Linked DNA regions of Mus musculus: regions 2, 3 and 4 are each linked to region 1. Evidence: chromatin contacts called from public Hi-C and HiChIP or PLAC-seq data. All regions are on one chromosome and are shown on one strand. The core of a region is the stretch at or near the end of the contact, and the rest is flanking DNA. Distances in the headings are between cores, read along the strand shown.

What was found. A called contact is a pair of places that touch in the nucleus more often than the background predicts. HiChIP or PLAC-seq counts read pairs in DNA pulled down with a chosen protein or histone mark.
Region 2: a Hi-C map of embryonic stem cells shows a contact between it and region 1, with 2.6 times the contacts expected there. The contact joins the enhancer-like site here to the promoter of Srp9 in region 1. A contact is called at or near these places in 2 of 39 promoter capture datasets (embryonic stem cells and stem cell-derived epiblast-like cells), 1 of 15 datasets of contacts at CTCF or cohesin (large pre-B cells), 7 of 484 Hi-C or Micro-C datasets (the Ba/F3 cell line, the HL-1 cell line, embryonic stem cells and 2 more) and 2 of 115 datasets of contacts at active chromatin or transcription factors (extraembryonic endoderm stem cells and large pre-B cells).
Region 3: a contact with region 1 is called in a Hi-C map of the N1E-115 cell line, with 5 times the contacts expected there. The contact joins the enhancer-like site here to the promoter of Srp9 in region 1. A contact is called at or near these places in 2 of 39 promoter capture datasets (both in embryonic stem cells), 2 of 484 Hi-C or Micro-C datasets (the N1E-115 cell line and tail fibroblasts), 2 of 115 datasets of contacts at active chromatin or transcription factors (embryonic stem cells and stem cell-derived neural progenitor cells) and 1 of 9 other capture datasets (macrophages).
Region 4: an H3K27ac HiChIP or PLAC-seq map of embryonic stem cells shows a contact between it and region 1, with 16 read pairs. The contact joins the enhancer-like site here to the promoter of Srp9 in region 1. A contact is called at or near these places in 5 of 39 promoter capture datasets (hematopoietic stem and progenitor cells, hippocampal neurons, liver and 1 more), 2 of 15 datasets of contacts at CTCF or cohesin (CD8 T cells and the NIH/3T3 cell line), 4 of 484 Hi-C or Micro-C datasets (B cells, the G1E-ER4 cell line, bone marrow-derived macrophages and 1 more), 30 of 115 datasets of contacts at active chromatin or transcription factors (the 230-238 cell line, CD8 T cells, the SCID.adh cell line and 22 more) and 3 of 9 other capture datasets (adipose tissue, liver and pancreatic islet).

The regions. Positions count from the first base shown.
Region 1 is chr1:182,122,067-182,128,647 of GRCm38.p6, reverse strand. Srp9 (signal recognition particle 9) reads right to left here and starts at 3,911. Exons shown (of 3, transcript NM_012058.3): 1 at 3,673-3,911. The coding sequence starts at 3,744. Gm33725 (a long non-coding RNA gene) reads left to right here and starts at 3,882. Exons shown (of 3, transcript XR_373761.4): 1 at 3,882-4,215. It also overlaps the pseudogene Gm17968.
Region 2 is chr1:181,621,045-181,627,625 of GRCm38.p6, reverse strand. It overlaps Dnah14 (dynein, axonemal, heavy chain 14), which reads right to left. Exons shown (of 87, transcript NM_001377039.1): 17 at 5,646-5,818; 18 at 4,589-4,933; 19 at 644-985. It overlaps Gm33612 (a long non-coding RNA gene), which reads left to right and starts at 391. Exons shown (of 3, transcript XR_373757.4): 1 at 391-500; 2 at 886-1,008; 3 at 5,747-6,581. Within about 2 kb of position 3,840, at least 36 of the 459 cell types and tissues checked have an H3K27ac peak or open chromatin away from gene starts, as enhancers often do. A contact at or near this core is called in embryonic stem cells and extraembryonic endoderm stem cells, where this site is marked.
Region 3 is chr1:181,778,782-181,785,362 of GRCm38.p6, reverse strand. It overlaps Dnah14 (dynein, axonemal, heavy chain 14), which reads right to left. Exons shown (of 87, transcript NM_001377039.1): 75 at 1,652-1,808; 76 at 112-322. Among named protein-coding and RNA genes, the nearest start is that of Lbr, 60 kb to the left of the region's middle. Within about 2 kb of position 2,887, at least 1 of the 459 cell types and tissues checked has an H3K27ac peak or open chromatin away from gene starts, as enhancers often do. A contact at or near this core is called in the N1E-115 cell line, where this site is marked.
Region 4 is chr1:181,856,757-181,863,337 of GRCm38.p6, reverse strand. No RefSeq gene overlaps it. Among named protein-coding and RNA genes, the nearest start is that of Lbr, 18 kb to the right of the region's middle. Within about 2 kb of position 2,442, at least 164 of the 459 cell types and tissues checked have an H3K27ac peak or open chromatin away from gene starts, as enhancers often do. A contact at or near this core is called in B cells, CD8 T cells, the G1E-ER4 cell line and 13 more, where this site is marked.

The DNA.
Region 1 (6,581 bases), core at 2,662-5,161:
CAGAGGGCACTGGTGGCACACACCTTTAATCCCAGCAGAGGCAGGCCTGAGTTTGAGGCCAGCCTGGTCTAGAGTGAATTCCAGGATAGCTACTAGGGCTAGACAGAGAAACCCTGTCTCAGAAAAACAAAAACAAAAACAAAACCAACACCCCCCAACAAAACAAAGCAAAACAAAAACAAACACCAAGAATCACCAGCCTTTCCCTGCTCCCTACACTTCCCAAAGCCCCACAAACTTAAAGTTAGTTCAGTGTGGCAACCTGAAGGATTTTAACTGTTAGATAAAAAATACTGTTACAGTTCAAAATAAGCATCCATTTCAATAGAGTCACAGAGACAAAAAGGTCAAGGTTCCTGTCTAGTTAAGAACTTTTAATTCAACAACCAAAATAATCAATACAAAACAGAGTGAATTAAAATAAAGGTCCTAGAAAGGCAGCCTCTTATTCGGGAAATGGAGATGATCCTGGAACCCCAGGAGGCATGGAGGACCTGGGGCCAGGAGTAAGAGGTGGAGGCAGTGATCTGGCAGCCGTGGGGGCTGTGATCAGACGAGGCCAGGGAGCTCTTGGAGGCAAAGCCAAGACAAGGAGTGGGTCCCCGTCACCAAGGTAAGGACATGAGGACCAAGTCGTGGAGCTCCCAGACTACTCATCTTCCCTGAGCACATCCCTCCCTCAAGGGAGGTTCTAAAACCCTGCTCATACAGAAACAGACGCTTGGCGGCCGGTGGACAGGTTCAAGGCTTTTGACACTACTGGGAACTACAATGGTCATGTTGGTCTTGGTGTTCCATGCTCCAAGGAGGAACCCACAGCCATCTAGGGGCCGCCATCTTGGCCAAGCTCTCCATTGTCCCTATTTGGAGAGGCTACTGGGGAACAAGACTAGCAAGCCCCACAATGTCCCATGCAAGGTGACAGGCCACTGTGGCTCTGTGCTGGTGCATCTTATTTCTGCCCCCAGAAGCACTGGCATTGTCTCTGCTCCTGTGCCCAAAAAACTACTAATGATGGCCAATATTGATAAGTGCCATTAATCAGCCAGGGGCTGCACTGCCACCCTGGATAACACTGCCAAGGCCACCAGTGGTGCAACCTCCAAGACCTACAGCTACCTGACCCCTGACCTCTGGAAAGAAACTTTGTTATTCAAGTCTCTTTATCAGGAATTCACTGGCCACCTTGTGAAAACCCACACTGGAGTATCTGTTCAGAGGACCCAGGTTCCATCTGTGGCTATCATATGAGGGTTTTTATACAAGAAAAATAAAGTGAATTAAGTCTATTTAAAAAAAAAAAGTCCTATAAAGAAAAATACTGGTAAAAGTGCTAAAGGAAAAAGAGGCCAAGAACCACTTTTCTTGGGATGTGGCTTTGAAAATACATGTTTTGTTTTCATATAGAGAAGGCTGAAGAAAGTATAAGCACTCTGAACAAAGAGCTGATGTATCTATGGCTTCACCAAGTCTGAAGCCAGAATGACTGAATCAAGACAGTGCGACTGGGAGTCAGGACTTCATTCAGTAATCAATGAAGAACTGGTTTTAAGCAGAGGACACGGCAGTGTCGGTATTCTCAGACCACGGTAGCAGAAACGTAAGGGAGGGACTAAAAGGAAGACAGAGCAACCACGGGCTCTTTCAGCTCACCAGCAACAGCATTTCAGTTCAAGCCATAAAGGGAAGAGTAAAGGGTGAAAAGGTACATTGGTTCCACACTGAATGTGCTGGGTACAGAAAGCAGAATTCCCGCACACAAATCCTAGAGACCAACAAACTGTCTTCGTTAGCCCTACGAGGACCAGAATGGACTGGAGTTCAGATCCAGGGTTTATACTTAAGTTTGGAGGCCACAAGGATTTTCTCCTGGACAGATCTGGCCAGCTCCTCCTCTGTGTCTCCTTCTCATCACAACTCCCTGACACTTCTACTTTCACTGGCCCCGCAACTACATCTTCAAATAGTCACTCAATGTGTGCTGGTGTATCTACAGTCTCTTTACTAAATGCAGACACTGTATACTGTTGTCAGTATCAGGCCCTTCTGGACAAACCTTATACCACCTTACAGCACACTGCCCAACTGAGGAAATGAACCACATGAAAGTACATACAAGAAGCCACCACTGTCACAAACTACACAATTTCAAAAATACCTAATCTACCTAGCCATTTATTATCACTTTAATAAGATCATTAGTTTTAAATGTTGCCTTAAAAAGGGAGCCTGCAGCCGGGTGTGGTGGCACACGCCTTTAATCCCAGCACTCGGGAGGCAGAGGCAGGCGGATCTCTGAGTTCCTGAGAAATAAAAAGAAGGGCCGGGGGAGCTAACACCCAGAGTTCAAGATCACTCTCATCTCCACAGGACATTAATGAGGCCCATCTAGGACGCATGAGAAGATAGGAGCTTAAAAATACACAAGGATGGTTCCGAATGTTCTACTGTCTACTCTGGTCTTCCTGTGGTTCTAATGCAGGTAGACACAGATTTGGCTCCCAGCACCCACAAGGTGGCTCACACCCATGCCTAACTCCATTTCCCGGGGATTCAATGCCCTCTTCTGACCCCAGCAGGGCAGGCACCCCATGTGCACAAGCAAACACTGACATACGTAAGAATTAATGGACTGACCTTCTTAAAAGATGCTTCCTGTGGGCTTGGAGAGATGGCTTAGCTGCTAAAGGCTATGCTCACAACCAAAAGTAAAAGATGCTCCCTGTAAAATCCTGTAGTAAGTACTGCCACCGCAAGCTGCCAGTACCAATATATTTTTGATTTTTACTTACATGTGTGTGTCTGTGTGTGTACATGTTAGTGTGAGAGATGTGTGGTCAGAGGGCAAATTTAAGGAGTAGATTCCCTCTTTCCATCCTTAAGTGAGTTCTGCATGCTGAGTGTCTCTGCAGTCTCATTATGATACACACACACACACACAGAGTTCGTGTTATGCACTGAGCCCGGGTTCTTGAGATTGTTAGCTGCTCATCGGTTTTTTTGTTTTTGTTTTCTTTTTCCTTAACGTGTATATTCATAAAACATGCGTCTACCATACCTTCAACAATCCTTTAAGGAATGATGAAGCTGACCTTTGTGTCCCCCTCCCGGAACTTGTTCTGAACTGCTGAGATGGGACTGGGTAGTTTGCTTTGGGGAATGAAACCGCTTGCAAACATTTATGTCTAACGTGAGAGTGCAAACAGTCTCCATGTTTCAACTGGTCCAGGAAAAGACTAAAAATCCCCACTATCCAAAAAAAAAAAAAAAAAAGTAGAGCAGGTGCTTCCTAACTGGGACGTACAGTAGCACCATTTTATAAGCTGGTACTCTCGGGTCTGGGTAGGAAAGGAAAGGGGCACTAAACTAAGCGACGGACAGGAAAGCGACGGTGCAGGGGGAGGAGCCCACTCAGCGACACGTAAACCAACCAGATCCCGAGCGGAAGTTAGGAGCTCCCCCGGGTGCAGGCCGCTGTGGGGTCCGGCGCTGCGGAAACCGCCCTGCCTGTAGCTGCTGGGGTCGCCTCGCTGGGTCACTGGGTCTCCGGGTCAGTCGGAAGCAGACGAAGGGACAGTGGCACCGGGTGGGCCGACTGTTTCCTGGGCGTGCTCAGGCCGCGCCAAGGGTAGAGAAGCCCCGGGCCCCAGGGCGGTCCCTGCAGCGACTCACCTTCATGGGGTCCGCCAGGTAGAGCTTCTCGGCCGCCCGGCTGAACTCCTCCCAGGTCTGGAACTGAGGCATCGTGGCTTCAGGCAGCGAGGAACAAGGCCGCGAAGCGAGTCACGGCGCTGTCGCCCCGGCGGCCCGCCGCTCTCCCGCAACCGCCCACAGCGCTGCACTCCGGCGGCGCAAAGACGGAGGCTCACGAGCGCTCACGCCATTGGCCAGCCTCGGCCGCGCGCCTGTCCAATGGGCAGGAGGCGTGATGTCGGGGGGCGGGGCCTCCGCTCTGAGAGGTCGGGAGAGGAGAGGGCGGCTGCCACAGCGCCGCCTGCAGGGCTGGAGGGGATAGTGCCTGTGCTGCCTTTCCAAAGACTAAGGAGCTCTGTGACCTGGTACCCAAGTCACAGTCGTGGTGATGACAAGGCGCAGCTGTCACACTCAAAGCCTAATCAAGGAGTTGGGGAGACATAACGGACGCGCAACCAAAAACTTTCTGTGGTAGACTTTTGTATCGGGTCAGTGGAACAAAAAGGAGCAAGGCTCCCAGAGGTGAGACAAACTGAATAGGGAGTAGAGAAGGGCGAGACCTCTAGGCACATTTAAGATCTGCAGTGTACGTGTACTTAAGAGGAACAGTAGTGTTCAAGGGAATGGAGGAAGAGAAGAAGCACAGAGAGAAGGAAGCTACACTGTGGCATCTGCTAGGATACGAAATTTGAGTCTTTCCCTCAGGCAGAGTGTGACACAGGACAGCTTTTAAAAGAAATTTTATTGGGGTATATAGTTTATGTGTGCAGTAAACATCGGCTTTGAGAATATACGATCATGGATTCTGAAAAAAATACATATACACACACGTCACACAGCCACAGAGCATATACCTACTTGCCTAATGTCATAATCAATATATGGGGGTATTTTTCACCTCTAGAAATTTCTTCATGCCTCCTTGTAATTCATTTCCTCTGTCTTCACTCCTGGCCCCACGAATGTTTACTCTTACTAAAAATTACATCCCCCTGTCCATTGAGCTGCTTTTTCCCCCTTCCCTTCTCCATCTTGCTCTGCCCCTCCTCAATCCGGGCCCAAAGGTTTGTTGTTGTTGTTGCTGTTGTTGTTTTTATTTTTTGTTTCTCATTACAGATGGTTGTGAGCCACCATGTGGTTGCTGGGATTTGAACTCATTCATGACCTCTGGAAGAGCAGTCAGTGCTCTTAACCCTGAGCCCTCTCACCAGCCCCCATTGATCAGCTTTAAACAGTTTTGTTGGGTTTTTTGTTTTGTTTTGTCTTGTATTGTTTTGGGTTTTCAGTGCTAAGGATTGTGCATTCTAGACAAGGTCTCTGCCACTGAACTTAGCCACATTCTCCTCCCCATCTTGCCTTCCTCTTCCCTATCTTTTTCTTTTCTTTTTCTTTCTTTCTTCTTTGTTTGTTTGTTTGTTTGTTTGTTTTTCAAGACAGGGTTTTTCTGTGTATCCCTGGCTGTCCTGGAACTCTCTCTGTAGACCAGGCTGGCCTTGAACTCAGAAATCCGCCTGCCTCTGCCTCCCAAGTGCTGGGATTAAAGGCGTGCGCCACCCCTGCCCGACTTCTTTTCTTTTTCCTTCTTTCTCTTTCTTTTTCTTTCTTTCATTTTTTCTCTTTTCTTTCCTTTCATTCATTTTCTTTCTCTTTTCTTCCTTCTTTCCTTCCTTCCTTTTTTTCTTTTGCTCTTTCTTTTTCTTTTTTTATGTCATGAGTTTGCGGAAAGTCCCAGCTATTTAGTCCAAGGCCAAACTGGGCTACTTAGAAATAAACAAGCAGGGCTGGAGAGATGCCTCAGCAGTTAAGAGCACCGACTACTCTTCCAAAGGTCCTGAGTTCAAATCCCAGCAACCACATGGTGCCTTACAACCACCTGTAATTAGATCCGATGCCCTCCTCCGGTGTGTCTCAAGACAGCAACAGCATACTCATAATAAATAAATAAATAAATAAATAAATAAATAAATCTTTTTTTTTTTAAACATTGAGCAGTCTCTGGGACAAACCTTCAGTCCTTTTTTTTTAAGATTTATTTATTTATTATATGTAAGTACACTGTAGCTGTCTTCAGACACTCCTTACACATGGTTGTGAGCCACCATGTGGTTGCTGGGATTTGAACTCCGGATCTTCGAAAGAACAGTCGGGTGCTCTTACCCACTGAGCCATCTCACCAGCCCCCCTAAATAAATCTTTTTAAAAAAAGAAATAAGCAAAGAAAAGAAAGGAAGAAAGAAACAAGAATGATGGCAGTCCTAGCAAGAGGCCATCATGGTACCTGGGCTAAATAGATAGCAATTATTTTGATTTTTTTTAAAGGGGGTGAAACAAAGGGACTCTGAAGTCAGCCTCCCGGGGGATGCTTGAAGGTCTGCTCAAACATTAGGGCTTTACAGCTCAAGTTCCCAGGAGGCTGGGTGGTTAGCTGAGTCATCTCTACGAAGGTTAAAGTCACTTGTGAATAAGATTAGCTTCAGAAGAAGGCTTCTATTCCCTTAGAACAAGGGACATATTGCAGGGGCTATGGGGACGCTGAAGAGCAGAAACAAACGAGACGAGACAAAGGACAGTCCAGCAGAAAGGCCTTCTTGGAAGAGGAGTTTGTAAACATTTTTAGCAGTGTACATAACAATGAGTTTCGTTATGACATCTTCACACATGTCCACAATGTGCCTTGATCATGTTCACACCCTCTAACCCTACCTCTTTTAGATTGGTCCCAGCAAATATTTTTTTTCCAACAAATCTTAATATTCCCTCTTTCACACCTGTACAAGTCAAAGGGCATAGTGTTGGGGTTTAATCAAAATGTTGGAGTCCTCAAAGCCCCCTTGCTTATCTCTCCAAGGCAGAGTCAAGAGAACCAGGCTTCGGAAGTTACTACAAAC
Region 2 (6,581 bases), core at 2,591-5,090, 500 kb after region 1:
ATCATATTCAGAGATGAAGAAAATGCTAAATTCCTGGTAGAATTACTAAAAAGGACATATGTGATCTTATGTCCTATTCGACTTCACAAATCATCAAAATTCTATTTGTGAATCTCATGGTATCTTAGCTTCTTTTCTGATGCTGTGATAAAATGCTGTGACCAAAGCAGCTTATAGAAAGAAGAGTTTATTCCGGTTTACAGTTCCAGGGTGATAAAAACCCGCCACAGCAGGGAGTGATGACTAAAGTATCAGGCAGGGCAGCCAGAGCAGAAAGCTGAGCGCTGCTCACTCCCTCAAGCGCAGACAGGAGGCAGAGAGGGCAGAGCCGGAGGTGGGGTTGGGTGGGGGTGGGGGTGTCTGTGAGGCATTTACTCTGAAAGCCCACCCTCAGGAATGGACCTCCTCCAGTGCGGCCACACCTTAGTAACCAAACAGTGTTACCAACTGGGGACAAGGGCTCAAATGGAAGACATTTCTCATTTGCAGCACCACACAGGGTAAGTATATTTGGATTACATAATTTAGCTATGACTCCATAGAAAATGAATATATAAAAGCACAGTATTACATGAGACTAAGATAAAAATTTAAAAATATAAAAATAACTATAAAAATAGTAAAAAATTTAAAAAGCACTTACCTTATCTTTTAAGTTACTGACATCCACTCGTAGGCTGACAATATATGCTTCCAAACCGTTCTTGAATTTAGTGAGACTGGTTTCTCTATTCATGGCGACAAACTTCATGGATGTTTTTAGATGATTGAACTTCATGAAGATGATTTTGTAGATGGCGATCTGCTCTTCTGACACATTGATCTGGTAATGCCTCACAATGGAATACAGCTCAGAAATTGTGCAGAAATCCTTTTCTATTTCAGTCAAGCTCGAGAAAATGTCATCCAAAAAATTCAAATGCTCCACAAATTCTTCCAGTTCCACGGGCTCAGTGTCCAGTTGGTGCAGCAACGAGTCTAAAGTCTGCAAGGATTAGCACACTAGTGGTAAGTACGCAATGGTTTCACTATTTTGGGAAACCACTCTCTTCATTTCAGAAGGCTGACGTCTACAAGTGCAATGCCATACACTTGGATGTGCAGTGCTATACAAATTGGACAGGATCCTAAGTATGAAGCAGACGAGCATGATCCAGTCCTTCTATTGTGATCTCAAAGTGCTTGAGTAGATTTCATGTGTAATATACGTGTTATAAGGCATGCACAATACTTAAGGCTGGAATGGCCACCCTGACCGTTTATACAATAGACTCTCCAGTCAGTGGTCCTCTTTGATTGTGTTTACTGATTAGGTGTTATTTTCTCTACTTTGCATACAAGGAACCAAGTCTCAGATTAGTCTAAGATTAGGTATGTGCTAAGTTACAGAACTGCAATTCAGTGACCATCAGAGAAAGCTCTCCTTGCAATAGATGGCAGTTAACACCGAGATCCACAAAGGGTCACGGTGGAAAGCATGAGGAACTGTAAACGCTGATCACTATGTGGGACACCCATCACAACCCTTTCCTCAAAGCTTGGAGTTTTAGAGGTGAGGGGGCAGGGCTAGTGGGTGACTTCAGAGAAACGGTGTTTTCTGGACACAACAGGGCAGGTGCATCTACATCCCCCAGGGGCTGTAACAGAGTGCACAGGCCTGTACAAGGCCAAGCCTAAGGACACCTCAGCATGGAGAGGGGAGGTAGGCAGGCAGGAAGTCCCACCCCTAGCTAGGGAGCTACCAGTATTTGTTAGCTTTTGGAAGAGGGAAAGTCGGTTTTCTTTAATGGTTCCATCCAGAGTAGGCTCTAATTCCCAAGAGTTGCTGGGCAAAGCAGACTGGACCTTGACGGATTTAAGAGGGAGGGGAGGAGAAAATATAAATTTGTGGAGTAGGGATGTGGGGTGGATATCTGGGAGAACTTGGGGAAGGGGGTGAAAAGTATCAAATTAATTGTATGAAATTCTCAAGGAATTAATAAAAACATTATTTGGGGGAAAATGAATGAATATAACTTTAAGAGATGGTAAGAGGAGGCTCTTAAAAGATAACTCTATTGATGCATTGCATTGCCTAGCTTCCTAGCCCCATAATGGGCATGTTGCCTTCTTCTGCCCTGCTGTCTAACAGGATGTGACATTAGAGATGCTTAGGGAAAGGCACACTGTGAGCTCAAAGCAGCCAGTATTCCCAGCGACTGTTGCCTGTGCCCTGGACTACTTGCTGCTGGGCCCTACTTGCCCTTGGGGGTTGGAGGTGAGGTAGCACAGAGTCAACAACACAGACTCTGGGAGCAGGTGGGAAATGTCACAGCAAGCTCATCTGAGCACTGCTGCAAGCTCCTTTAATACCCTCCACCAGTGCCCCATTCATCCCAAGAAAGCATCTCTTCTAAACAGCAGTTCCTGATTGGCTGGCATTGGCTGGCACCACCAATCCTTGGTCTCTCAGGCAGTCCTAAATTAGGTACTCCTGTAGATGTTTTTTTGTGGCTACGTGGCCCCCGGTGTTTATATATAGGTGGCCCTCCCTACCGTCCCTGCTACAAGTCACTATGTGGGCACTACTACTTCCCACAAGAGAAATTAGTTCTAACTTGTGTAGGCGACAGCTCTGTTGCTGTTGCTGTTGCACGTGGGAGTCATGTGCAACTGAATCTAGCTACATTAACTCCTGCCTGCAATATCCTGCCTGTCAACTCCGCTTCCACGCCACTGGCGCTTCTCCTTTTGCAATTAACATCTTTCTTGAAAATTATTCCTGGCCCACTCAAGCTCTGTTCGCTACTTTGGATAAGGTTTGATGCAACATTAGACTTGGTATGTGTGAGAATGCTGCTATCCTCTCACAGTTATACTGCAGAGGCACAGTCGATGGGCAGCTTGTAACTTTGGGTTTAAGAAGTATTGGAAGTCTGGCTGGATAAAGAAAAAAAAATGATAGCTGTTATCATAAACTCTGGTCTTGAAACCTGTCTTGGGTACTATGGGAGGATGCTGGTACAGGCAACAGCTAGGATACTGGGATCCATATTTGTTCTACAAAGCAGACAAGCCATAGCCTAGTGAGTCTATGGGGAACAATGATGTCAGACAATGATGTGCGTTATAAAGCCAAAAAAAAAAAAAAAAAAAAAAAAAAAAAGAGATGGGCAGTGACATGGGGCGCAGTCTTCCACGTAGTTACAGAAAGTTCTAAAGGAAGTGATATTTAATAAAACACACATGTAAGTGCTGAGGAGGGACTGAGTTGGGTAAAGTACTTGCAAGTGTGAGGACCAAAGTTTGCATCTCCATAAACTACACAAGAGCATGCATGTCTATAATCCCAGGAGTCCTACGGCCAAATCAAGTGGAGAAGAATTTCTGGAAGCCCAAGGGCCTCTAATCTGGTTTATGTGATACAAACAAGAGACACTGTGTCAAACAACTCCTGAAGTTTGCCTTTTGACCTCCACATGTTATGGCAAATGTATGTGTCACATTCACATACAGAAATGCACTTATACACAGATAAAGACTAAACACAAAAACAAATGTAATCACAGTACTTTGGGATTTTCTGAGTATAATACTTATATGTATTTTTGATTGTATATCATCAAGTTATAATCTAATCTGAAATTTTCTTATGAAAAGGTGTACCTGCTTGTATTATGAATGCTAACTATGCTCCCCCAAAAAACTGTTTGCACGATAGGGTCTGCACATAGCTTCTGGGAACCTGCCCTCAGTTAGCTCTGACTGGTAAATAAAGAAAGCAGCAGCTGAGAGCTGGGGAGGACAGACAGAGGCGAGAGCTTGGCGTTTCCTGGGCTTGGGACGGGAGGAGAGGAAGGGGAGATGGCTTAGGAGAGTGTGGAGGGAGGAGAGACAGAGTCTGCCATGGGGTAGAGAAGCAAGGAGAGCACCCAGATGTCTAATTGGAGTGAAGAGTAACCAAGATGGAACATAAGAATTAATAAGTGGTAACTAGGAATTACTGGCAGAGGTAGGTTCTTGTTGGGGCCCCAGAAGCCTCTGGAATCTTGTTCCAGGGCCATTATCTAACACTCTTTTGCTTCTTCCACTATCTTGCTTCCGTTTTGTAATTGACTCAGGACATTTACAATGTGGGGCATTCCTTTCCCTTTACAATGAGGGCACTCCTTTCTGGACCTTTTACAATGGGGACATTCCTTTGACCTTAGTGTGTTACCTAGCACTGTGGTTTGGCCTGTGTACCTGAGCAAATTCTGTTTGCGGTTTTCAGCTTTAAAAAGCCCCCCATCTCCCCTGAGTAAACGAGGCTTGAACAGAATTTTTGTCTTGCATCCTTCTTTTGTGTCTTCTAATCCCAAAATTTGTTGTTGTAGCTCCCTTCCCTCGAGAATCCTGTTGTTTAAACAAGTCCTGCAGGTTGGGGCAGGTTCTCGCAGCGTGGAGGCCAGCTATTGTGCTGCTTAAGGCATATAAAAATATAAAGGCTGTGTATGTGTGTCTCACTTGGGAACATAAATGTTTGAGGTGGGAAGTGACCCCCCCCCCTTCAAGCTGGGATTCATTAATAATTAATTCAACAAAAAAGAGGAAAAAAATAAAGACTTACTTCTAATAGATTTGCACTTTTTTCCTCAATGGTACATTGTAACAGGTTGTAGCTCATTTGTATGATGCCATCAACATATGGTAAGCATGCTAATTGATAATCCAGACTATTCACATAAAAAATTCCAATACGTATCTCAATAGTCATGGTCACGATTTGCTTTAGGTAGCTTCTGAATTTATGTATTATTCTTTTAAACTCGATGGATGTCAAGTTCGTCATGAATGGCAGTTTTGTAGTCATGACTTTGGCCTTTTCTACTATGTAACAATATTTCAGAAACCTGCAGCTGTAGTCGCTAACCAAGCCCACTGAATTACCAATAATAGTCAGCAGAGTCACAATCTGTGAATGAAAACGTCAAGATGGTTAGCATGTTCCACCTGGAAATAGAAGCCTTACTAAAAGCTTTTATCTGCATTGTTGGGCAAGCTGATGGTTACTGTCAAATGATGGTCTTTGTACAATTCATTCTGTTTAGAACTGGAATTAAATATTGCCATATGTTGGAAACAAGACTAAGAAAAATAGATAACATGACTTTCATGCAAAGGTTACTCAGATATTTAATTTGTAATCAAGGTATTATTTTGAACTATGTCCTAGAGAGACCAACCATCTAGCTCACTGCCTGTCGTCCGACTTTCTCCTCACACAGTCCCAGAGCAGGCTGGGCCTGTGTATTTCTGATTTCACTTAGTTCCTAAGACATAGTTTATCTGGTTAGGACAGAGTTCGGACACAAGCTGAGATAGTTATATTCTACTGTGAATTTGGACAAAAAAAAATGCATTTAAGTGGTTAGGGAAGGGCTGGAAAATGGAAAACCAACATCTTGGCAAACCAAAGTCATGAAAGAACCGCAGGGAAAAAAACTCCTTTCCACAGTGGAAACATGAAAAACCGTGGTAAGTGGAGCCCAGAGACCACAGGGGAGACAAACTGGAATGATGCTAGGATGCTCTGAAGGTTTCCATACATCACGTTCATGTAATAATTGCACTAGGGTTCTGCTTCCTTACCAACCACTTCCAAGATGTCTGATCTCGAAACTTACTTTGTTCTGGTAGTCAGTGTCTGTGTCAAAGAGGATATAGAAATCTGGCCATCGGGTCTGCTTCTTATATTTGACTACACTTTTTGTTTTTGTCTCATTAGATAAATCCGGAACTGAAACCAAATCAACAAGGATAGACAGGCGAGGATCTTGGTGCAAAGGGATGATTGTGGCTGGAACAGGACATTGAACAGTTAGGATTTTCAGATGCCTCTCAGAAGCAACACTTTAAAAATCAGCCATAACATGTTAAAAGCTGACGCTGAGTGACTTAATGAGCAGACACTATTCTGTATCGATGGGGGCATTTATAAGCATGCACAAAGGTTTGCATTTAACATTATAAACAGAAGAAACTATCACAGATAATAGGTGGGGTAGGAGGCACCGTGCTGAAAACAGAGCCAGAGAATCCTGTCCTCTGTGTGGAGAGTGTTGTTCCATCTAGAGCACAGAGATACAACTAACACAGACTGGTATTGGAAAGGAGTTGACAGGTCAGATGTCTATGGTCACATCCCTTCACCCCCAACCAAGAGAAGGAACTTTGACTTATATTTTATGGCTTACACAAATAAACTCAAGATGAAGATAAACACAGAATACAAATGGATGAACTTCTAGAAGAAAATAGTGTGGCTCTTAAATGAGAAAGTCCCAGATACAAAGTCAAAAACATAAGGCATGGTAGAAGTCAATTGATGTGCTGGGGTTTACAAATCCGGGTGGCTTAGCACAGTTGAGAATGAGCAGCTAAGGAGGAGAACGTTTGCAAGCCTTCCAGCTGATGACAGATTTGACCACAACACTTGAAAGACCTCTCTCAGCAGCAAGTAGACACTCATCAAAGTGCCTTAAACACCTGACGCATAGGTGGAGAACTCAGGCAAGGAAGTCTGAACCGTCTTATCAATTCCTAGTGAGACAGAAAGTTCT
Region 3 (6,581 bases), core at 1,638-4,137, 340 kb after region 1:
TAGTGGCTCAGTACATGGCCTCAGCATCGCCACACATGCATTTTTCTTCGCAGTGTGACCTCACAGTGTGGATGATCACTCTGCTCCCAAATGGACAGACACGGAACTTACGAGTCTATGATGGCAGTGAGCCTTGGCATGAAGGATTCCGCGAGGTGGCAGTTCTGCAGGAAGACCCACTGATGCGCTTTTCTCACTGCCTTAAAAATGATTTCCTCTGCTTTGTTTTCTTGGTCTGGGCCCAGGGAAATCATGGTCACCTTCGGGGTCGTTCCTTTGAACTCTTCTGCAAATCTCAGGAGAAGATTGTTGAGGTCAATCCCTGCACAACAATATGGAGAGCGACATGAAGCGCACTTAATTTCCTCCGTAAATGCAATCCTGCACTTGCTGTGGGCTGGTGAGAGGAGGTGTTGTTGTAGGAGAGTAGTTCAGGTTTTAAAATTAAAGTCTACAGTTCAAGTTTGTCTCTGTTGCTTGCTGGCCTGTGATGCAAATTTCCCAACATCTGGGAATGGTAGCAGCTCAGGAGCGGAGGGACTAGTGACTGGTTGTGACACCTGTATCTGCATGTCCCTTCGCCCTCTGGTGATGCACACCACGAATGCTCACAGTGCCTGCTTAACACAGCTACAACATCATGCTTTTTTTTTTTTTTTTTTTAAGCTATTCTTGAAACTAGATACGAGCGTGCAAATTGTATGCACAGGTTTGGGCAGCAAAAGTGTCTTAGGAAAATGTGTGGTAAAAGCTCAGCTAGCTCACAGAGAGAGGAGTGTATCTCTTGTTGAATTGGGCGAGGGGTGGGGTGGGGGGATGGCTAGTGGGCAGCTGCCATCGTGGGGGAAGTTCCCAATGAGCAGCCTGGCATCTTTACAGGTGGCTGTCATATAGCCTGGTGCATCACGGTCAGGTGAGGAGGCCTCTGGGGTGAGGGGAAACTCCAGAGTGCCCTGATTTGCAGTTTGTGAAGACCTGAAGAAAACTGAAGGAAGGCTCTCCGAAGGCCTGCAGGGCAGAGGCAAGCAACCGAGGTGGGGAGTTAGGGGGACACACAACCTATTTCCCATAGTCACCCCCTGCATCTTTTAAAATAGAAACCAGAAAACCAGTTCATTGTGAGCCAAAGATTGTGGCTCGGGACCAGATCGATGCGACCCTAAGAAACATGCTGTACTACAGAATTGAGTTAAAGATCACTGTGAAGGGGAGCAGTTCAAATAGTTAAGGGGTGATCCTAGCCTTCAGAAGAATCCCACATGCTTGGAGATAGTTTCTATAAGAAAATTCATTAGCTCTAGCACATTTTGTAATCTCGATTCTTTTCTATTTTTAGAAGGACTTATCCTTAATACAGTTTCAAGTTTAAGTCCCTTTTCAGATATGTTAGAAAGACGGGAAGCTTTGAACATAGAACCGGGCACAGAGTTTACTCCTCCACATCCCCCCTTTTGGGGGAGGGGGTGCTGTTTTTCCAGGTAGGGTCATGTAGCATTGGCCAGCCTATAACACCTCAAAGCTGAGGGTGACTTTGAACTTAGGATCTTTTTGTCCCCCACTTCATGAGTGCTGGGATTTCGGAGGGAGCAGAAGCCTTCAGTTTATGAGATGCCAGGACTGTGAGGTAGCGTCCCGTCCCTCCCCAGCTCACCGTAGGAGTGGGTGAGGATCAGTGGAGTTTGAGCAGTAGACTCGCTAAACGACTCTTTCAGATTAACTGTAGTGTCAGGGATATATTCACCTCCCATTTTTTCAGTTATAAATTTCTTAATTGAATTTTCTAAACGGTCTGGTCGAAGAATTTTAATCTGAAAAAGAAAAGGGAAGCCAAGGTTAGTTTAAAATCCACTGGGGGAGGGAAGCTCTCTTCAGAGGTAAAAAGGAAACCAGTCCTCCAGCCAGAACTTCCTGGTGTGCTCTTGGGGAGGGGGTCTTCTGATCACTGGTGGGTCTTCTCACCCCTACCACCTCACTCCCATCTCCAGCTACCTTGTGGCCCCTACACAGCTCTTCCAAACTCAGTGAAAGAGCTTGCTTTAGCTGCACAAGTCAACATTCTGCCCTCTTGCCCTGCAAAAGGATTCCCCCCCCCCATTCTGCTGTTCTTGTCTAGAGCAAGAAGAACTCATATTGTTTGGAGTTGGAAGACTCAAAAGACAACCCAACTGGAAGACACATAATCCTTCCATTCATAAGACAAAAGCCAGTGGCCCAGTCTGTAAGTTTAAGTGGGACAGAATACAGGTCTGAAGAGAGCTGCGGACATGTGAGCCATGTTGGGCACACACACAGTACATATGTAGTAAGCACAGACTGCCTCATACGCAAACCACTTATGTGACACATTTTTACAGAATGATCACAAAATATGTTCTGAGCAAGTTCATTGTCTCTGCAAGAGCGGCAAATCTGAATCTGTGACTGAGAGTGGACTAGGCAGAACCATGGGAAGTGGCTATTTTCCAAAGCAAAAAAAAAAAAAAAAAAAAAAAGAAAAGAAAAGAAAAGAAAAGAAAAAAAAGTCAAGTATTGGGAACTTTGTGTTTAATGTAGTACATATATGTGGAGAGCAGCGATAACATTTGCCATCACAAGATGGCGCCGGCTTCCACAGTGCCTTATGCCACCTAAACAAAGAACAAGCTGTGTGCGCATGTGCAAGAGTAATGCGCGCCAAGTCATAAGCCCACCCCGGGGCGTGTCTATGAGATCGTGGGTAAGTGACCAGTCAGGTGTGGACACACCACGCCAGGGTGTGTATAAGCAGCACCTTTCTGAGGCTCTTTGTCTTCCTCATCAATATGCAATAAAGAATTGCTGCAGAAGAACCCTGTGTTCTGTGCGCGTTCTTGCGGGCGAGGACAATAGCACGGGACATTTGGCACCGAGAACCCGGGAACGACATACTATCGCCGGCGCAAAGGGAGACCCTCCATTCGTGGGGCGAGTTCAGAACTGCAGGACACGGTGGGCTCTGTAAGGTATGTTAGGTCTTGAATTTTCTCCAGCGTGAGAGGCCTTTTTGTATGTTTTCACGGGGCTTGTGCTTTTTCTTTTGGTTGTGTTCTGCTTCCACCGGTGGAACTGCTGACTGGATCTCAGTCGTGGTCAGGCACAGTTAGATAAAAAGGCAGGATGGGAATTTCCCATTTGGTGGTGACCACCTTACCCAAAGACCAAGGAGAGCCACTCTGGGTTCAGCAGGATTGGACATCTGTGCCAACCCCAGAGTAATTCTTACACCACAAATGGGGTGCCAACCTATTCCCTCAGATTTTAGAGGTCCCTTACCAAAGGATACAGTGGGCCTACTAGTAGTTGGGTAGGTCCTCTTCTGCTTTGAAAGGATTGGTAATACATCCCAGAGTTATAGACTCAGATTATGAGGGACAAGTTAAGATTATGTGTTCTGCACCCCGAGGTATTGTGGCCATTTCTCCTGGAGATCGCATTGCTCAGTTGTTGATTCCTCCTAGTTTGCATAACATGTTCTCTAGTAGCCAGAATCCCAGAGGGGATAAGGGACTTGGTTCTACAGGAACTAATGTGGCCTACATATCTTTAGATTTGGATAATCGTCCCACTTTACAATTACAAATAGAAGGAAAAACCTTTCAAGGTATAATGGACACAGGAGCTGATAAAAGCATTGTATCCAGTAACTGGTGGCCTGTTAATCAATCATCACATAGTTTACAAGAATTAGGATATGAGGCTACCCTAACTATAAGTGCAATATCCTTACAATGGAAAGATAAAGAAGGAAGGACAGGGCTTTTTCAACTTTATACTGACTAATGATTACTCTCAGAAAAGCAAGGAAATGATGAAAGGAAGGGGATATATACCTGGACTAGGTCTTGGAAAGAACTTACAAGGTAGAATTTCACCAGTTAAAGCCACAGAAAAGGAAGATAAAAAAGAGCTGGGTTTTTTTCTAGGGGCTGCTGAGGAGCCTTTGCCCATTCCATGGTGTACGGAGGACACGGTGTGGGTGCCTCAGTGGCCTTTACCCTCTGAGAAGTTAAAAGCAGCTAAAGAATTAGTACAAGAACAATTAGACCTGGGACATGTGGAACCCACTCAATCACCCTGGAATACCCCCATTTTTGTTGTAAAGAAAAAGTCAGGTATATGGAGATTGTTACATGACCTAAGAGCCATTAACGCAAGTTATGTGTCCTGTACAAAGAGGACTCCCTCTACTCTCAGCTCTACCTAAGGATTGGAGAATTATAGTGGTGGATGTTGAGGATTGTTTCTTCTCCATTCCATTAAGTGGGAAAGATAAACCTAGATTTGCATTTCCCTTGCCTTCTATTAATCACATGGAGCCTGATAAAAGGTATCAATGGCGGGTATTGCCCCAAGGAATGGCGGGTGGCCCTGCAATATGTCAGTTATATGTGGGAAAGGCTTTGCAACCAGTTAGAAATGGTTTCCCCTCCTTAAAAAAATTTTGACATTTTATGCTATTGCATCCAGTGATCTTTCCAAAGGTAACGGCTAATACCCCTATAAAGAGAGCTATTGATATTTATACAGATGGATTCAAAACAGGAATTGGAAGTTATATGATTAATGGAAAAGCTGTAAGGTTGCAATTTACACCAGGAGCCCCTCAATTAGTGGAATGTTTGGTGGTTTTAAAGGTTTTTTTTTTAAAAAGGTTTCTTATGCCCATAAATATTATCTCTGATTCTGTTTATGTAGTTAATGCTGTATTAGTATTAGAGACTGCCAGAAATTTTAAGCAGTCTAGTTCAGTATCTAAAATTTTGATGAAAATACAAGATTGTATTTTGATGCGTGAGCATCTCTTTTATATTCAACATATTAGAGCACATATATCTTTACCTAAACCTATGGTTAAGGGAAATGCAATTGCTGATTCAGCCACCAGAGATATGGTTTTCCTATCACAAAGTTCTATAGAAGGTGCTAAGAATTTTCATCAACTTTATCATGTCCCTGCTTCTAAACTGTGACAGAGATTTAAGCTCTCACAAACAAAAGCTCGAGATATTGTCCTACAGTGTGGTAAATGTGTAGAATTTATTAATGCACCTTTCGTGGGTGTTAATCCTCACGGATTGCGACCCCTAGATGTTTGGCAGATAGATGTGACACATATCCCAGCTTTTGGTAAATTACAGTATGTACATGTGTCCATCGATACCAGCTCTGATGTCCTATACGCCTCTCCCTTGACGGGAAAAAAGCAGTTCATGTCATATCCCACTGCTTAGAGGCTTGGGCCGCATGGGGCAAGCCCCTAGTGCTGAAGACAGGCAATGGTCCTGCATATACCTCTTCTAAATTTAGTCAATTTTGCAAACAAATGCAATTGAAACATGTTACTGGATTGCCCTATAATCCACAGGGCCAAGGCATCACTGAAAGAGCTCATCGTACTTTGAAACAATATTTGCAAAAACAAAGAGGGGGAATAGAGGCCATGACACCAAAGATGGCTCTATCCCTTGCAATTATTTACTCTTAATTTCTTAAAATTGGATGATGCTGGGAGGTCGCCAGCTGAAAGGCATGGAAAATGGCCTCAATCGCCCAATGAAATGGTCAAATGGAAAAATGTCCTTGATAATAAATGGTATGACCCGGATCCCATATTAATCAGATCCCAGGGAGCTATTTGTGTTTTTTTCCACAGGGTGAAGAAAATTCACTTTGGGTCCCGACGCGACTGACAAGGACCATGAAAGAGCAAGATGAACCCCAAGATGATTCTCCTGCTCCTGATGATTGAGACCGGGATAAGTATACCCTTGTGGGCCATAGTAAGATCATGGCCAGTACCTTTACCGGTACATTCCAATTCCTCTACCTAGCCTTTGTTTTTTGCAAAGGAATGTTTTTTGGATGTGTCTTATGCACGACAAACTCCTCAAGAGCCATGGGTGTATAAGAGTACTAGTTTTCATTTAAATTATACACTATGCTTTGTGCATAATGTGGATAAACCTTTTACACCCTGTATATTTTTAAAGAAAAAGATTATCTCTAATTGGGCAGATCCCATTATCCAAAATAAAGTGAGCTCTGGAGTGTTATTTAATGCTTTAACACAAATTGCTCAAGGAGCACAATCAGGATCAGGTGATGTTGGAAATAATGTAACTTCACCTATAAACATCACCACTATTATGATAAAGGGAAATGTGACTATTCCCAAAAGATCACGATAGCCTGTTGGCAATGCTACTGCTATACGCAGCATGCCTTAGTGCCATCCAGACCTCGCATTTCCTATAGTTTTTTTCACCTTGTCAATCAAATGTTTTTCCTCAGAAAGAATTAGCAAAGGGTTTTGTTTTGTCACCACCATTAGATTATGCTGTAATGTATGATAAAGGAGATGCTACAGGAAGAGAAAATATTTGGCCATATTACCAATGGATTCTAAGTAATGAGGCAGGTGCTAATACCAGTTTGTCAGTCTTTGCACTGCTGACTAGAACCTTTCATGAGATATTGAATGTTTCTGCCACACTTTCCAATACCTCTACTCATTTGGATAATGTGACATCTAATAGAGTTATCAGAAATATGACTACTTCTCC
Region 4 (6,581 bases), core at 1,193-3,692, 260 kb after region 1:
CAGGCCGGGCTGGGACATGCTCACCAGCGCCCGCACACAGTTTCCCGTAGGAATTCCCTCTCATAGCAAGTTGAGGAATGAGGAGTCTCTGTGGACATATTCACTGCCCGTATAACCCTATGCTTGTTCATTAATGCAAACTGTAGAGGTAAGGCTGGCCTCGTATTTATTGTCACTCGCCAGACTCAGCATTATGGCTGGCCTGTCCCAACCCCTGAAACTCCATCTCTTGGCACCATCTGTCTCTGGGCCCTGGGTTAGCCCCTTAGAAGAGTGTGGCTTTAGATTTTCGTATCCTACAATGCTAATTAAGATCAAAGCGACTGTGAAGTTCACCCTGGGGAACCCTGCGGCCTGAAAAGGGCTTTCAGAGGCAGCCTTGGCCTGTTCTGTGGCGCCAGTTTACAGCAGGCTTCCCCGAGCTTCTTAGAGGGCTCGCCCACACCACTCTGCACCCTGGGGAGGTACCATGCCAGGGAATTTTGTTAATGGTTAACAATCTCCAAGGGCGGATCTTCAGGCATCTTTTCTGTGGAAGATCTTTTCCGGCCCTAGCTCCAGCCATGTTCACTGGCTAAGCCAGATGGTTGGCAGGGGCAGGAACTTCGGGAGCTGTAGGGAGGAGGGAGGACCCTTGATGGTCTTGACAATTTTCACCCTACCTGGATGCTCAGGACACTTCTGAGGTGACCATCACAGGGTTGTAGATTGGAGGCTCCACCCCACTGAACTCCAAGGGTTTCTGTCTGCAGTCTGCATATATCCATCCCTACCAGGGACTTTTTTTTTTTTTGCTATCTTGTAAACAGTATGGTCTGGCCAAGTCCTTCAGATGGCAACTCCCATCTCTCCCAGATTGCTGGGTGGATTTTCAAAACCAATCGGTCCATAGATGCAGACAAAGGGGTTAGAATGTGGACAAGAGTCAGGGCTCCCTACTTGCCAACTGCCCTGAGACCCAGAGAAGGGGCAGATAGAACACCCATCATGTCTGTGTCTCTCCCCTTCCATCCCCACAGTGTAACTGACACAACAGTGATGAAGATGTCCTACAGAAACTCTGGAAACCATGGACCTCAAAGATAGGAAGCTCTCCTCCTTGGGAATGTCATGCTGGGAGAGGGGAAAGCGACCAACCCAAGTGGTCACCTTTCATGACAGTATTGAAGTTTACGCAGAGCTGGTGGTGGGCAGGACTATGCCTTACTGATGACTTAGGCAGAACCTTGCCTTCTTTTTAAGCAGGACCCCAAGATGGACATGGGAGAGGGAGTCCATCTTTGTCCTTCTCAACGTGGTCACATCTCTTTTTTTCTACATTTTACTGTGAGTCTGGCTCTTTTAGTTGTCTTATGGAGAGAGGCTAGCTGAACCTGTTTTGTTGGTACACAAGCTGTGAACCCCAAATTGGGTAACACTACTGATGGGTGCTGTTTTTCAGTCAAGGTAAACCCCTGGGGGGAGGGGCTGCTTTGTTTTTGTTTGTTTGTTTTTTCTTCTGTTTTTTTTTGAGACAGGGTTTTTCTGTGTATCCCTGGATGCCCTGCACTCTCTCTCTGTAGACCAGGCTGGCCTCCTGCCTCCGCCTCCCAAGTACTGGCATGTGCTACCACACCCATCTTAAAGCTGCTTATCTTTAAGAATAAGGCACCCTAACTAGAGTTGGGGACATAGCTGTGTTGGTAGAGTCTGTATCTTGCAATCACAGAACCTGGGCTCAGATCATCAGCAGAGAATAAACCAAGTATGATCAGTCACACCTGTAATCTCAACCCTCTGAGGTGGAGGCAGGAGGATTGGAAATCCAAGGTCATTCAAGGTTGGCCTAGACTATGTGAGACCCTGGGGGGGGGGGGTAACCAAGTGTCATTTGTTTTGTTGTTCTTTGTAGTTTTGGTTTTTCTTTTTTGTTGTGGTTTGTTTTTGAGACAGGATTTCAAGTTGTAGGCAGGTTGGTCCCAAACTCACAGCAATCCTCTTGAGGCAGCCTCTCAAGTGCTGGGATCAGGCCTGGCTGATCAAATTACATTGTTGCAAATATTCTCTGACTGTTCCTGTTTTGTTTTGGTTTGTTTTGTTTTTGTTTTTTTTTCGAGACAGGGTTTCTCTGTATAGCCCTGGCTGTCCTGGAACTCACTCTGTAGACCAGGCTGGCCTCAAACTCAGAAATCCACCTGCCTCTGCCTCCCGAGTGCTGGGATTAAAGGCGTGCACCACCACGCCCGGCTGACTGTTCCGTTTTAAGGACCGAGTTATGTTTGGGGGAAATTTCCTGAAATTTAATGGTTTTTCCAGCTATCAGGGCCTGGACAGTTCCTATGGAGGATGGAGGGCCTCCCCTCCACCAGTCAGGGCTCTATCTGCCCTTAACTTTACACATCAGGCTCTGTAAGAGCAGCTTCCTGATGCTCGTATTGCAACACAAACCAAACCGCAGAGGTTATGACTTCTGTTTCTTCTCTCAAGAACCACCATGTGGAGCAAGCCCCACCCACTTCCTGCTCCCGTGCTGGGCAGCAACTGCCACTTGCTTCAGGATGTGAGGTCAAACTCAGGTCCAAACAATACTAAGGCCACACCCCAGCCCTGCTTTCTGCCAAACAACCCAGCGTTACAAGGAATGGCTGTAAGGAGAGGCAGGCTAGCTGGGTTCACACCTTCTAGAGCCGTGCTTCTCAACCTTTGTAATGCTGTGACCCTATAATACTCTTCCTCATGTCGTAGTGACCCCCAACCATACAAGTGTGTGTGTGTGTGTGTGTGTGTGTGTGTGTGTGTGTGTGTGTACGCACACCAGAAAAGGGAATCAGATTCCTTTACAGATGGTTGTGAGCCACCATGTGGTTGCTGGTAATTGAACTCAGGACTTTCAGAAGAGCAGTCAGTGTTAACTGCTGAGCCATCTTGTCAGCCCCACAAAACCATTTTTGTTGCTACTTCATAACTGTAACTTTGCTACTGCTATGAATCGTAATTGAATTCCTTTCTCTCTTCCTCAGTGATGCAGTATAGGCTAGATTAGACCAGATTAAAAGTAGATAAAGGCAGGTTTATTAGGAGGCAGCTCTCAGGAGGATTCACTGACTTCACAGAAGGGCAATGGAGTCACGCATCCCGTATAAAGCAAGGGGGTTTTATAGAACTTAGGTAAGGAGTGATGGCCTGTCAGTTAGGGGCTGGGATTATGCCTATATATGATCAAAAACTGAGCCCTTGGGTGGGCACTCTTGGGTGGGTTGTCTGAACACTGCGATGAGGAGTAATGACCTGTTACCCTGGAGTTTTCTTCTAGCAGGAGGAAAGGGGTGTTCAATGTGTGGGCTGGGTTGATGGATGAAGAGCTTGTGCAGGGCGGAGCAGGGGTCCCAGGCAAAAAGTACGTAAATCTGTGTTTTCCAGGGTTCTTAGGTAACCCTTGTACAAGGATCATTCGAGCCCTCCCACCAGGGAGTCACAACCCACAGGTTGAGAGCCTCTGTGTTAGACCTTTGAAATGGGTTCATCAGCCCTAGTGTTGGAGCATAAGCCTCGGGTGTGATCCCTGTGTGATCCTTGGGTGTGATCACACACACACACACACACACTGACACACACATGCACATACACATATATACATACACATATACACTGACACATGCACACACATACACTCTGATACACACACACATACACACACAAGAAACAGACAGACAAATGTGATGCAATCTATATTTATGCATGACAATGTCAATTTGTCATCTGAAGTGGAAACTTAAGGGTTCTTTGGAAAGTCAGTTGTTGTTGTTGTTATTATTATTATCTATTATAAATAGATTTGACAAGCAGAATGATGCAGCATTGTGATCTCAGTGCTGGGGAGGCAGAGGCAGGAGCGTCCTGGTCAGCCAGTCTTGCTGACTCTGTGGGCTACACAGGTCCAGTGAGAGACATTTCTTAAGAAAATAGAGTGGAGTGTGGTCAGAGGGGACTTGATTTACTGTATATGAGGGAGTGTTTTACCCACATGTGTGTATGTGTAGCACTTGCATGCCTGGTGCCTGCAGAGGTCAGAGGAAGACATCAAATCCCCTGAGCTGGAATTGCAGATGGCTGTGAGCCATTATGTGGGTGCTGGGAATTGAACCTAGGTCCTCAGCAAGAATAGGAGGGGCTCTTAACCTCTGAACCATTTCTCCAGCCTTAAAATCTCTTTGCAATGACATTAAGAACCTCAAGAAAGGGACCAAATTTTCCAGTAGCATCTACAGAGAGGCTGTATGGTCTTCATATTAATAATTTAAAAGAAAAAGTGTGTGTATGTATGTATGTGTACATGTGTATGTGTGTTTGAATTTGATTCCCTGGACCCACATGCTGGACGCAGAAAATTGACTTTAAAAGCTGTCTTCTGACTGTCACAGGTGTACTGTGGCATGCATATGTTCATATGCACACATACACATGTGCACACAATACACATATACACACATACACATATACACAAACACACATACATATATACACATTCTCATACATAATAAAAATAAATTTAAAGAAATAAAATGAAATAAAAGAATTTAAGAATTGTTGCAGTAAATCTCCGTCCAACCCAATAAGCCCGTGCAAAAAGCACACAACTCAGTTACAATATTTACAAGTTGCATGCCTAGACTGGGCAGATCGACCACTACACTACTCTCTTCCCCAGCTATGAGATCCCTGGCTACTTGTAGCTTCTTCAGGTCATGTGGTTCTGCTCCATCTTCCTTCCACCTCCTCTTCCTCTGTTTTTCTCTTTCTCCTTCTCCTCCTCTCTCTTCCTCCTCTCTAAAACCTCCAGCCCACCTTTTCCTCCCACTGCCCAACCACAGGCTCCAGCCTTTATCTGACCAGTTAGAATGGGGAGAAGGTTCACCTGAAATCACCTGAGTTCATGATCCACTCCTCAGGGCAGCCCCTCTTGAAGAAGCAGAATTAACATCAGAATACAAACAGATCCTGAGAAATTGGCCTGGCATTATGTGTGTGTGTGTGTGTGTGTGTGTGTGTGTGTGTGTTGACAGGAAAGGAGAATAAGCAGATAGCAAACTCATGGTTATGTTAGGTTCTGATTTAATTATAAAAAGGTATTTTTGATTGGAAATAGCTAAGAACAATCAAGGTTTAACAGCTCAGATTACCTTATATATATAGTCTTCAAAACATCAGAAATCCACAGAATGTGACATTTGATGTTATTTAATAATTTGGCAATGAGACACATTTGTTCCTGACAGCACCCCCTTCCTGGATCAAAGAAGAAATCGAGCATTTTCACCTTCAGAGAGGTTGCTTATCGTGGTGAAAGGAAATAAAACTGTGATTCATGTAATGTATGTCAAATAGCCCAAAGAGTTGTTTGTGAGCTTTGAAACCTGGGGCTGAGAACATAGTAGAACAGACCAGGACATGCCCGGGCAGGCCCATCGCCTCCCTATCTCCCACCCCTCTGACCTAAGTTAAATGTTACAGGCTGCTGATGTTTAAATGGACCAATCATGTGAAACCGCGCCAATTCCTCCCCCAGCCCCACTCCTTTTCTATAAAAACCCCTAGCTTCCAAGCCTTGTGGTCGAATCCACTGTCTCCTGTGTGAGATACGTTTCGACCCGGAGCTCCGCCATTAAAATACCTCATGTTGTTACATCAAGGTGTTGTGTTCTATTCGTGATTCTTGGGTGCATGCCTAATCGAGAGCTGAGTGGGGGTTTCCCCACTAGGTTCTTTCAGTGGCAAGATAGTCACTGGACAGAAATTGCCTATTTCATCTGCAGACTAAATACTTTCCAGGAAAAGAGCACAGTATGCAGAATAGTTGACTGTTGGCTCTGCCAAGACAGAGTAAGCAGTCCTTAGTAATTCTGCTCTGCAAAGGTCTGACAGATGATCCTGGTCCTGGGCCAGAAGGCTGAAGGCTGATGCTCTAACGTTTTGAGGAATTGGGGGCTGTCCAGGTAGTCAGCTCTCTCTGCAATTGTTTAAGTTTGAGACAATTGTTAAGTTCCTATACAATCAAGTTAATGTTTAAGTCATTCTCAGATTCCTGATAGGGTTGAAGACTAGTTTTAGTCTCATAACCAAACTCAAGTTCTTTAACATTGAGAGAGAGGTTATAGAGTGGAAGACATGGTTTTCAGATGGCATTACAGGCAAAAATCTAAACATAATCTAGGGGTAGAATCATAACTCTTTCAATTAGGAATGATGGGAGAGTATATTCTCTAATTGACAAATATGATGGCCTTGATGTCATTCATATATCATACTTTGTAATTTACGTGATTGTTATGGTTTTGTTCAATTTATGTCAGGGAAAATAGGGTTTTTTTGTTTTTGTTTTAAAGTCCTTTTCTCCAATTGGTTCTTGATCTGTCAGTAAAGAAAGCCATGAGGCAATTGCTAGGAGGAAGGAACAGGAGGGATTTCTGAGTCTCAGGTGGGAAAGGCAGACACAAGGAAGAAGAGGGAGAGTTTTTGCCATACTTTGGAGGGAGAAGAACCTCGCAGCCATGTGAGGTCTCAGGAGAAACTGGACCTGTGGATACTACTACAGGCATGGTCAT